Linked DNA regions of Mus musculus: all the other regions are linked to region 1. The links are chromatin contacts, called in public promoter capture Hi-C maps. All regions are on one chromosome and are shown on one strand. The core of a region is the stretch at or near the end of the contact, and the rest is flanking DNA. Distances in the headings are between cores, read along the strand shown.

The links. Promoter capture Hi-C pulls out the DNA fragments that hold promoters and counts their contacts.
Region 2: a contact with region 1 is called in a promoter capture Hi-C map of cranial neural crest. The contact joins the promoter of G2e3 here to the promoter of Sptssa in region 1. A contact is called at or near these places in 2 of 39 promoter capture datasets (cranial neural crest and pre-B cells).
Region 3: a contact with region 1 is called in a promoter capture Hi-C map of pre-B cells. The contact joins the promoter of Pnn here to the promoter of Sptssa in region 1. A contact is called at or near these places in 2 of 39 promoter capture datasets (cranial neural crest and pre-B cells).

What each region holds. Positions count from the first base shown.
Region 1 is chr12:54,655,067-54,658,521 of GRCm38.p6, forward strand. It overlaps Sptssa (serine palmitoyltransferase, small subunit A), which reads right to left and starts at 1,506. Exons shown (of 2, transcript NM_134054.2): 1 at 1,306-1,506. The coding sequence starts at 1,417.
Region 2 is chr12:51,346,456-51,350,391 of GRCm38.p6, forward strand. G2e3 (G2/M-phase specific E3 ubiquitin ligase) reads left to right here and starts at 1,775. Exons shown (of 15, transcript NM_001015099.2): 1 at 1,775-1,989.
Region 3 is chr12:59,064,852-59,068,387 of GRCm38.p6, forward strand. Pnn (pinin) reads left to right here and starts at 2,068. Exons shown (of 9, transcript NM_008891.2): 1 at 2,068-2,264; 2 at 2,928-2,999; 3 at 3,434-3,502. The coding sequence starts at 2,152.

The DNA of each region.
Region 1 (3,455 bases), core at 256-2,755:
CACAGCTGGCTTTCATTATTATTATTTAATGGGGCTTTGTCAACATTAATTGTAGTAAGATAATTATCAGTCAAGATTAACTGCTACCCAGCCTGGTCTACAGAATGAGTTCCAGGACATCCAGGGGTACACAGAGAAACCGTGTTTTGAATTAATTAATGAATTAATCAAAAGATTACCTGCTACTATTGAAAAGTTCCAATTAGGCATAAATTTAAATATAGATGTTATCTGACCTACAAAATCCAAAGAGCAAACTGAAGCTACAAATAAACGATTCGGAAAATCAGGCTTTCTTAATCCGGAGCCCCAAATATACATTCTGGTTATTAAACTTTAGGTTAGGAAATAATTGCTCACAGTAATAGTCTTGCAAGACGCTAAAATTTTTCAAGAGTCAGCTCCAAATAACCTCATGCTATTTCCACACCAGCACCCTTGAAAAAGCTTGCAAAGAAGCTCTACCTCAGTCCTAGGAACGCGTTTGTGAAGTTGTTCCTAACAAAGCTAAACCACAAGAAGCTGAGCGGATGAAATAAGCATGTGATGTGGTATATTCTTTTTATATTAAGGAAAGGAGAAGTGGAGCGTTAAAAGAATGAATTGCTAGTATTTCGTCGACACGGAAATCAGAGGATAGCGGCATAGACATTGGGCGAAAACAAACATCAGGCTTCACAACCTTGAGCTATTCGCTGGAGCTGTTAAAATTAGGCAAGATAACATACACACAAAGTGCTCAGCAAAGTCATCACTCAACAATTCTTAACCGGTGATAAACTAAACAACAAAGCACAGTTTGAAACCCCAGCAAAGTCTTTTCTGGGCACAGCTTGTACCTATGATGCAAAGAAGTCATAAATATAACACACTTTTAAAACTGCCATTTTGAAGCCCAAAAGGCCTTTCAGTAACTTACAAACTGCTTTCCAAAACTGTGTGGGAGTGTCAAGACCACGTACTCACAACCTGGTGAACTGGTTAGAGTTCTATCGCTCCAAATCAGGAATAGCTAAGGGTTAAAGACGCCCAAGCCCGGAGCGATTTGCAGCAACCCTGCCTCAAAGAATACTGAAGGATCAAAAGCAGGCGCGGCCGAAGCGGGACAAGGAAGCACCAGGGGAGACGTCGCCCTCCCGACTGCTTGCAGAAATCAGGATGCCTCCACCTTGGGCAGGGGAATTGCGTACAAGACCCGGATCTCCGCGGTTCCACCTCCCTTGACCCCAAGACACCCCCCCACCCCCTTCCAACCCGGCGCGCGCACCCCTCCACGCCCCAGCCAGGCCAGGACACACAGGATACTGAACACGGTTCGCTCCCAGGGCTCCAGCATGTAGAGCGCAGTGACCAGCAGGTACTGGTAGTAGAACCAGGACATCTGCTTCCATGCTCGCGCCAGCGCCATGCCCGCCATGCGCCTCCCGCGGTGTAGCAGCGTCAGGCGGGCCCGCGGCCCGCTCACCTCCTAAAGCCCCAGGCCTTGGGGCCCGCCCGCCACCACCCTGCGCCCATTGGTCCTGCCGAGCCTGCGCGTCACCGTGTACGCCCAACCCCGCGCGCACCCGAGCGGCCACCGCCGGCTCCTCCTGGCTTGCGCTTATTGGCCAAGCGGCCACTTCGTGTGCTCCTGTCCCGCCCCGCGCCTCGCCCGGAGCGAGCTCCCCAGCCCTGGGAAACGGTCTGGGTTTAAGTGCTAGTTCTGCATCTCCACGCGCACGCATGGCGGTTGCAAGACCGGCTTCAGTCCCCACTGGTGTCCATGCGAGATGGTGCCCTTAAGAGGCCGGATCCTTCAGACCAGCCCAGAAGGATTCCTTTAGAAACCAGTGTATGTAATCTCTCTCCTACCTCATGAATCCCTTCTGGGCCAAGAGATGATAGGGCTGGGTGAGAATGCTACTAAAGAGTCGGGCATGCAAATAAACAGTGCCTTGTGCAAGAGGGAATGCGGGGGTCAAAGAGAATGTGGATGCCAAATGACACCCAGCCAAGAAGATGTTGAAAACTGTAGAAGTAATATGTTCATCAGCTCTTCCCTTCCTCCGAGCACATGCGTGAAAACAGACCTATCTAGGATGCGCGCGCGAGTACACACACACACAACACACACACACACACACGCACTAGTATTCCCTAACCTAAAGACAAAAGAATTGGCCATAGACAGTTGCCAATATTTCTATGACTACACTTAGAAAACAACCATGTAGGTCACAATCAAGAGAAGTGCACTTGATCTAGTGGGTTCTAAAGACAGCTTGAGGTCAGCATGTGATCTGTCTCCTAAAGATTCACTCCTATGACCTGCAGCAGTACCGGCTGTATTCCACTCCTCTAAAGCCCATGCACTGTGTGCTTGTGAAATGACATAATTAAGTAGCCTGCAACTCACATGTCTAAAAGTTTCAAACCTGCTGCTTTAAGCTTTAAAACCTTTCCAGGTTGACAGGTATTAACTTAAATTCCTTATGCTCCTTACGAGCAAAGACCTTACAAACAACAATAGACTTGAGATCTGCTTTCACAAGGTGCCTAGTCATTTTATTTTATTTTATTTCGTCTTGTAGGTTACAGAACATCACGGAGGGAAGCCAAGCCAGGAACTCCAGGCAGGAGATTGAAGCAGAAACCACAGAGGAATACTGCTTAGGAGCATGCTCTTTCTGGCTTGCTCAACTTGCTTTCTTAAACGGCCCAGACCCCACTTGCCTAGCAATGGCACTGCCCACAGTAGGGAGGACACGCCCACCATAGACCAATCTCATGTTCCTCAGCTAAGGTTCCCTCTTCCCAAGTGATTCTAGTTTTTTGTGGAAATGAAAAACAAAAACAAAAATAACTTAACCAATATACAGGACCTCACTATGTAGTATAGGCTGGCCTCGATCTCAAAGTAATTCACCTTTCTCAGACTCCTTCGAGCTACGATTACAGGTATGCACCAACCACACCGAGCCTGGACTCATCTTTCAGACACATGATGGTAAGAAGTAAGCTCAGAAACCAAGCTGGATCTGAGCTGGAAGTTTCCTTCTTGCTAGATATCTCCTCCCCACGGCCCCCTTCCAGACAGGGTTTCTTTGTGTGGCCTTGGTTGTCCTAGAACTTGCTCTGGACACCAGCTTAATCAGTCTCAACCAGGCTAACCTCAGACTCACAGAGTGCCAGAATTAAAGGTGTGCACCACCCTTCCCTGGCTGCTGACTACCTTTCATTGTGCCAAAAGATATAAACTGCTGAGGGAGACAATTTTTCAGTGGTCCCACCCACTTGTGAGCTACAATACTAAGCTGCCAGGCAAGACAAGTTCACTGGTACAATAATGGCCTGACTGTTAGGGGGGAATCAACTGCTTTCTAACAAGATTTTAGGCCTGCTCCACAAGAGAGAATTCTGATACTGTAAATCTGGTTAAAAAAAAAAAAAAAAAAAAAAAAAACATGGCTGGGGAG
Region 2 (3,936 bases), core at 525-3,024, 3.3 Mb before region 1:
TTGAGATTTTTGTGATGCTGACAGTTATACTCAGGATTTTTCCTGCCTTTCAATTCTTTAACAGGAAGAGACAATGAACCAATCAAGACCTCTTGACTATATCAACTGAACTACACTGCCTACCCCAGAATATTTAACTTTTTTTGAAGGTCAGCTTGAGACTTTCAGTTCCCGAGAAAGATAAAACTTACTGGAGAGAAAGTGCAACGGATTGTAAAATACATAGGAACATTTATTTAGTTTCTGCCTTCAATATATATTTAACAGGTACATAATATTAATGTGGAAAATTAAGTAGTAAAACAAAAGAAGGGCAAAATATGTGGCTATATCATTCTCTTTTCCTGTTTGTTTTGCTTTTTCGAGACACGGTTTCTCTGTATAGCCCTGGCTGTACTGGAACTCACTCTGTAGACCAGGCTGGCCTCGAACTCAGAAATCCGCCTGCCTCTGCCTCCCAAGCGCTGGGATTAAAGGCATGTGCCACCACTGCCCTGCGACTACATCATTCTTAATTTTTGTTTTTATTTTATTTTATGTGTTCGGGTATTTTGCCTGCGTGTATGCACATCTTGTGTGCTCAGTACCTGAGGAGACCGGATTCCCTGAAACTCAAGTTCCAGGTTGTGAACCATCATGTGGGTGCTGTAATTGAATCCAGGACCAATGGAAACGCAGCCACTGCTCTTTGCTGCTGGTCCTTGTCTCCAGACCTTCAATTACTGTTGAACGAATGTAAACAACCTAGCCAACTAAGATACATTCACACATTCATTTACCCTGCCTGTTTCTGTATTTAGAATATATTCCATTCCTAACACAAATTTGGCAGTATCAAATAGTCTTAATCTGAATATTCAGCTGTTTATAACGTTAAAAAAAATTCCTCCCCCTTTTGCCCTCCCTATTTACCAATCACACTGCCAGATTTGATTAATTAGTACAGTTTGCTCTCCCATCCTGAAACTTTGTATTGCCACAGGCACACACATACATACTTCAAGAGAAGGGCATTACATAGTCCTTCTAAAGTTGGCTTCTTAGTATTTCAAAATCTTATCTTTGAACGCTTTCAGTATCAGCATACAAAATCCAATAGCTGAGGAGTCATACTTTATTGTTAAACATCATTTCCCACTGTTAAAAAACGTTACATCGGTTAAAAATTACAATCTACCTTCGTGTTAGGTATCTAGATTCTAGAAATCCAGCAAATCTTTCAAGTTGTGTTTTGAAAGGCGCTGAGGAAGCGCCGCTAGGATAAATCAAGTGCGAATCCGTTCTATCAGGTGTTAGTTGACCCGCTATTAATCCTAGCTCTAATGCTTACAGTTCTGATCTTTCAGATATCTGCCTAAAAGATCTAAATGCTTGTGGAAGTCTCTTAAACCCCCTCAAATGTAATCCTTTCAGAAACTCCAGACATCTCTGGGATTAAAATTTTCATTCTGGCCCTCGCTGAAGAAAACCGACCTCCCAGAGCCAAGCGAGGAACTTTTAGGACAATAGGGAAGTGTGATGCAAAAGAATTCCTTGCGGGAGAGGGCCGGGAGAATTCGCCTTCGCGCGCCTTCTCATTAGCATGGGCAAGCCTCCTCCCAGCGTGTGGCCTGTTGGGGGGTGACTGGTGCGCTCCGCACGCCTCCGCGGACGTGCAGGACCGGGAGTTGTTTTCCTGGCCGGGTCCGCGCAGCCACCCCTGCGCGCACGCCCGAACTTCATTCCCACCCCCACCCCGAAAGCCAAGGCGCAGACGCAGCCTCCCTGCGTCCACTTCCCCGGGGAGGGGCCGAGCAGCCGTGGGTTCCGGGTCGCAAACGGAAGTGGACGACGAATTTGAATTGTGCGAGCCGTTGGATGGGGCTGAGCGGGTTGGGCGTACGGCAGCGCTGCGGTCGACGTGAGCGGTAACGCGGCGAGCCTGGGACTTGTGCCCCGCGCCTGGTGAAGACGTGCCCGGGGACAGACGGAGGTGTCACGGGCGGCCGGGTAGGTGTGAGCGGTAGGGGGCTTCTCCACGCGCTGGACGTCCGCGCCCTGCCGCTGTCGAGCCCCGAGCTGCTCTTTATTAATTAAAGAGGGAAGGGGGGAGGGCTTCACGGAGGGGTGCCCGTTGTGGCTCCCAGTTGCTCTTGAGACCGGTCCCTCACCGCAGAGAAATGACAGCCTTGAAATGCCTCGAGGGGATTTAAGCTGAAATCCGAGTATCCTTTGTGTTTAAAACCGGGGTATTTTTCTTTCACACCTTGACACTTCTTGTGTACCGCAAAAATCCGAGCCCTATTGCTCATTTAAACTGGCTACAGTAGCAGCGGTGGCTCACAGATGTTAAGTTTGCTAACAATGGGGATAGGGTCTAGTGTCACCCCCAACCCCCACCCGTTCCGTCCCGTCCCCGCTTTTCACCCTCTTCATTCATTTGGTGATTGTTATTATCGAGTTATTTTAGAGGGACTCAGTGCCTCAGGAATTGAGTTTTCTTCGGGCGTTTTTGCTTGTTTGTTTTTTTGTTGTTTTTGTTGTTCATCTTTTATGATGAACTGGACTCTCACAAACCCCGACAAAAAGCCACACTTTTTTGAATAGCTGAGATGTACACGGTAAACATAAACTTTCTTTTGAAACAAGTTATATACTTTGCCTTATTAAAAACTGACAGGTTGCTTGTGTGTTTTGTAGAAAAAAGGTAACATCCTTTTAAGGTTTTACCAACTGGGTGACGGTGTCGTTAAAAATGCTTAAACATTTTAAAGTGGTACTTAGTAACATCCGAAGTAAGACCATTTCTTCATCCTCTTTCATGCCTGCTAATGAATGCTGTTTTCGATATTCAAGTAGGAAAAAAATTAAAAAGGAAGATCATTGAAAGTGTTTTCAATGAGTCTGCCACAAAGCTATTGGCTGGCCTTTCTCAAACAGTGCAGTCAGATCTGCTAGCTTCCTAAATGGTACCAGCAAGTAACCTGTTGTAGATTTTCTGTATCCTAATGTGCCTTTTGTTTGTTTGTTTGGTTGGTTGTGTTTTGTTGTTGTTTACCCACATCAGTAAATGTCACACTTCATTGTATGCATACTCCTTCCTATAAGGGCTCCCAAGCTGATGGCCTGTACTCAAACATCAGAGATTTTAACTTTCTAGAGGATGGACTTGGATAATGCCTTTTAACTGAAAAGTTAGACTAGTCTACCAGAGGTTTCAAAACATGGACTTCCTAGAACAACCTGGTAATATATTAGTTAAAGACATACAACTAGAACCAGACTTCTTGCTTAGAATTCCCATCCCTAGGACCTCATAGCTGTGTGACCTTGACTAGGGAAGCTGTTTAGCCTCTCTGATTAAAGTCTCTTAGGTAATGGGGATAAAGACTTCCTTGTGTGATTATTGTGGGAATTCTAGGAACTATTACATGTATGAGAACAAGATGCCAAAAATATAGCTACTAACCATGATGTAACTATAGCATGCATTTCCTTTTTTTTCCCCCTTTTTTCTTTTTTTCTTTTCAGTTTTTCGAGACAGGGTTTCACTGTGTAGCCCTGGCTGTCCTGGAACTCACGCTGTAGACCAGGCTGGCCTCGAACTCAGAAATCCGCCTGCCTCTGCCTCCCGAGTGCTGGGATTAAAGGCGTGCGCCACCACCACCCGGCACAATGTCTTTTTTTTTTAATTATAATTATTATTTATTTAATGTATACGAGCACTCTGTAGCCTCCCAAGTGCTGGGATTAAGTGTGTGCGCTACCATGCCCAGCTCTGAGTTATGTTCTTTCTTTATGCATCCCAAATGTAAATCCTTTGTCAGATACATTCAGCAAATGTTTTTTCATTGCACATCTTTCCATTTTCTTAACTTGGAAAATTCTTCCTTTGTCAGGATCAAAACTAGTTTTTCTCTTAGAGCGTTAATGTTTTTGGTGTAGTTTTTCTGTATG
Region 3 (3,536 bases), core at 818-3,317, 4.4 Mb after region 1:
TGTAAGGCACTGACCCACTATCACTCACAGCAGCCTGGAGGAGTTTCATAATCTTTTAAAAATATTTATTTTTAATTATTTTATGTGCATGAGTATTTCACCTGCACGTGTATATATGTACTCTTCGTGTGTCTGCTCGCCATGAAAGCGAGAAGAGGTTATCGGGTTCCCCTGACTGGAGCTATCGGTGGTTGTAAGCTGCCCTGAGGGCGATAGGAACCACACTCAGGCCCTCTTGGAAAACAGCCAGTTAGATTAACCACTGGGTCATCTCTCCAATGCCAAACATTTATTTTATTCCTGAGTGTGTGTGTGTGTGTGTGTGTGTGTGTGTGATATGTATTATAAATATATAAATAGATGGGAGGGGACACCTGGGTTCAGTTCCCAGCATCAACATTAACCTTGTCTGTAACTCCAGTTCCAGTGATCCCACCCCCCACTTCTGGTCTCTAAGGGCATCATGCATACATGCATGTAGTTGCACAGATAAACATGAGGGCAAAATACCCATACATGCAAAATAATAGTAAAATTTAAAAGATCCTATCTTTTATGTATAGATAACTCAGTGAAACCTTGTTTACAATTAGAATTAAATAATTTTTAGACTTAATTGCTTTTTACCAAAGAAAAAATCTTGGTTTTCTATATTGCTTCCTGCTAATATGCTATACACCTTCAAGCTTCTTCAAAGATATTTCCTGTCACCCTCTCCTTTTCTCCCTTTCTCTCTCTCCCTCTCCCCCTCCCCACCCTTCTCTCTGAGGGGGAGTAAGTATTTCCAGACAGGATTCTCTGGCTGTCCTGGAACTAGCTCTGTAAACCAGGCTAATCCACCTGCCTCAACCTGTCATGTGCTGGGATTAAAAGGCATGTTACCACCTGACTTTTCTCTTCTTCTTCTTCTTCTTCTTCTTCTTCTTCTTCTTCTTCTTCTTCTTCTTCTTCTTCTTCTATTTCTTCTTCTTCTTCTCCTCCTCCTCCTCCTCCTCCTCCTCCTCCTTCTCCTCCTTCTCCTCCTCCCCTTCCCCCCTTCTTCTTTTTGGTTTTGGTTTTATTCAAGACTGGGTTTTTCTGTGTATCCTTGGCTGTCATGGTATTCGTTTTGTAGATAACAGGTGCTGTTAACATTGATAAGATAATGAAATTCTTCCTCACCTATCCAGTTATGAGCCTCCACACAAATAGCATACAGGATAAGACCAAGTTACTGTTACTAAAAACAAAACAAAAATTCTTGTTCCTTTTCAGGGAGAAAACTTGTAAGGATTTGACCTTTGCATTTGTGTAACATTTTTCCGAACTAAAACGTGTACCTCTATGTCAAGTACAAAACCAGCGTCCATATTGGCATTGTGGGTAGGGCAAAGTGGAATCCAGAAAATACACACAGGAAACCACTGGCAACTTCTCCAGACCCTCTATTATACCCGCAGGCATTAGGCCCTGCTGGAAACAACTTTGCTCAGGATCAGAATATAAATTGCCTCTTCATCGAGATCTGACGACCTGTTGGACCTAGGTCCGCAGCCTCAATTTCCTTATCATTAAGCACCATCTCATTCAAGTTTCTAGTTTTTAACGACTAAGGCACGCAAAGCGATTCTCAGTGTCCACAATAACTATTAGCTGTTAGGATGAAGACTCCTGGTGGTTCAGTTCACTAATGGAAGACAGCCTGCGCCTCCCTGCACTCTGGGCATGCGCAACAGCCATTATTTGCCATGCCCTTTTCTGATTAAACCTCTTGGGGAAGGAAAAAAAGGATGTATAGCCTCTTCCGTCCCATGGGAAGAGTTTAGGCGCACTATGAAGTCAGCGACATGTCAAGTTTAAGAGGATGCCTTTGCAGACCCCCGAGATTGGATCTATCACACCGACGTAATCCCTCCCCGCTCTGCGCAAGCAGCGGAGCGCAACCACGGCAGGCGGCGAGGGGAGGAGCTGAGTGACTTGCCGGCTTCTCATTGGTCCAGAATCACGGATCGACAAGCTTCTTCCCCTTCCGGTCCTCGGGTGGTCCAGGCCCGAGAAGAAGCCCGCGATCATTGGCTGGGGCCGGCTGTCAGTCCTTCCGCGTGGAGCGGCGGGCGCGGTGCGGCGCTGCGCGGCCTGGAGAGCGGTCGCGAAGCCTGCTGCAGAGAGAAGATGGCGGTCGCCGTGAGAGCTTTGCAGGAGCAGCTAGAGAAGGCCAAAGAGAGCCTCAAGAATGTGGACGAGAATATCCGCAAGCTCACCGGGCGGGACCCGAATGATGTGAGGTACGGATCGGACGGAACCCCAGAGGTTGGCGAGGTCCGGGGCCTCGGGGCCGGGCGCACCCGGGACAGAGGGCAACCGGCCGCTTGTGGGCCGACTGGGGTCAAGGGGCCCGTTTCCCGGGCGGCGGGCGAGCCCTCTGCTCGGCTAGGCGGGGAGACGCCATGCCTGCGCCTAGGGCACTGGGTGCGAGTGCTTGCGAATGGAAGGAAGGCCCGCCCGGCTGCCCGGCGTGGTTTCCGCGCCCCCGGGAAGGCCGAGACCACGGCTTCCCGCCCTTGGCGCTGCAGGCCCGGAACTGCAGTACAAAGCCCCTTTCCACCCCTGCGGCTCCGAACCCTTGTCAAGTCGGAGACCCCCGGGGGAAGCAGTGGCTGCCTCTCCCTGCTGGCTTGGGTGTCCTTCCCTTGAGGTTGGCAGATAGGACCTGACCCAGACTTATTAATATGTAGCAGTCTCGAGATACATATATTTTCGTAACGGTGGTCTTGGGGAAGCAAGAAAGAGGATTTTAATGTTTGGTTTCGAAGAAGTGGATCTGAAACGGTCATTTTAGAATTATTTGTGTTCATTTCTACGTAGTGTGTACCTTAGTGTGTGGAAGTATATGAAGCCCTCTCATGTGTCTGCATAGGACTTTTACACTGATTATAATTCTTTTTTAGGCCCATCCAAGCCAGATTGCTGGCCCTTTCTGGTCCTGGTGGAGGTAGAGGACGAGGTAGCTTATTGCTAAGGTAAGGAGATGATAACTGCCTTGTTTCTAATAAATGTATTGCAAAAGTAGAGGTTGGAGAATATTAGAACAGTTTCATATGCACTACACTTGGGAGGCAGAGGCAGGCGGATTTCTGAATTCAAGGCCAGCCTGGTCTACAAAGTTACAAAGTGAGTTCCAGGACAGCCAGGGCTATACAGAGAAACCCTGACTGGGGGGTGGGGGTGGGGGGGGGACAGTTTCATATAAACTTAACTGTTTTTAAGTTCTGTTAAGGCTTTTGACATCTAAGAATGTAATTGGTGGTAGGGTGTTGTTCATGTAATTGTTTGCTTAAGTTTGCTTCACTTGTGTTTTTCTTCTTTATGAAATCAACTAAATTCTCTAGTCGACTAGAAATACCAGTTTCTGCTAATGTTTCTCGAGCTTTAGGTTGGATGTTTCTCATTGCAGGCGTGGATTCTCAGATAGTGGAGGAGGACCCCCAGCCAAACAAAGAGACCTGGAAGGGGCAGTCAGTAGGTATGGTTTCAAAAGATGTCTGGAGAGTCAGTAC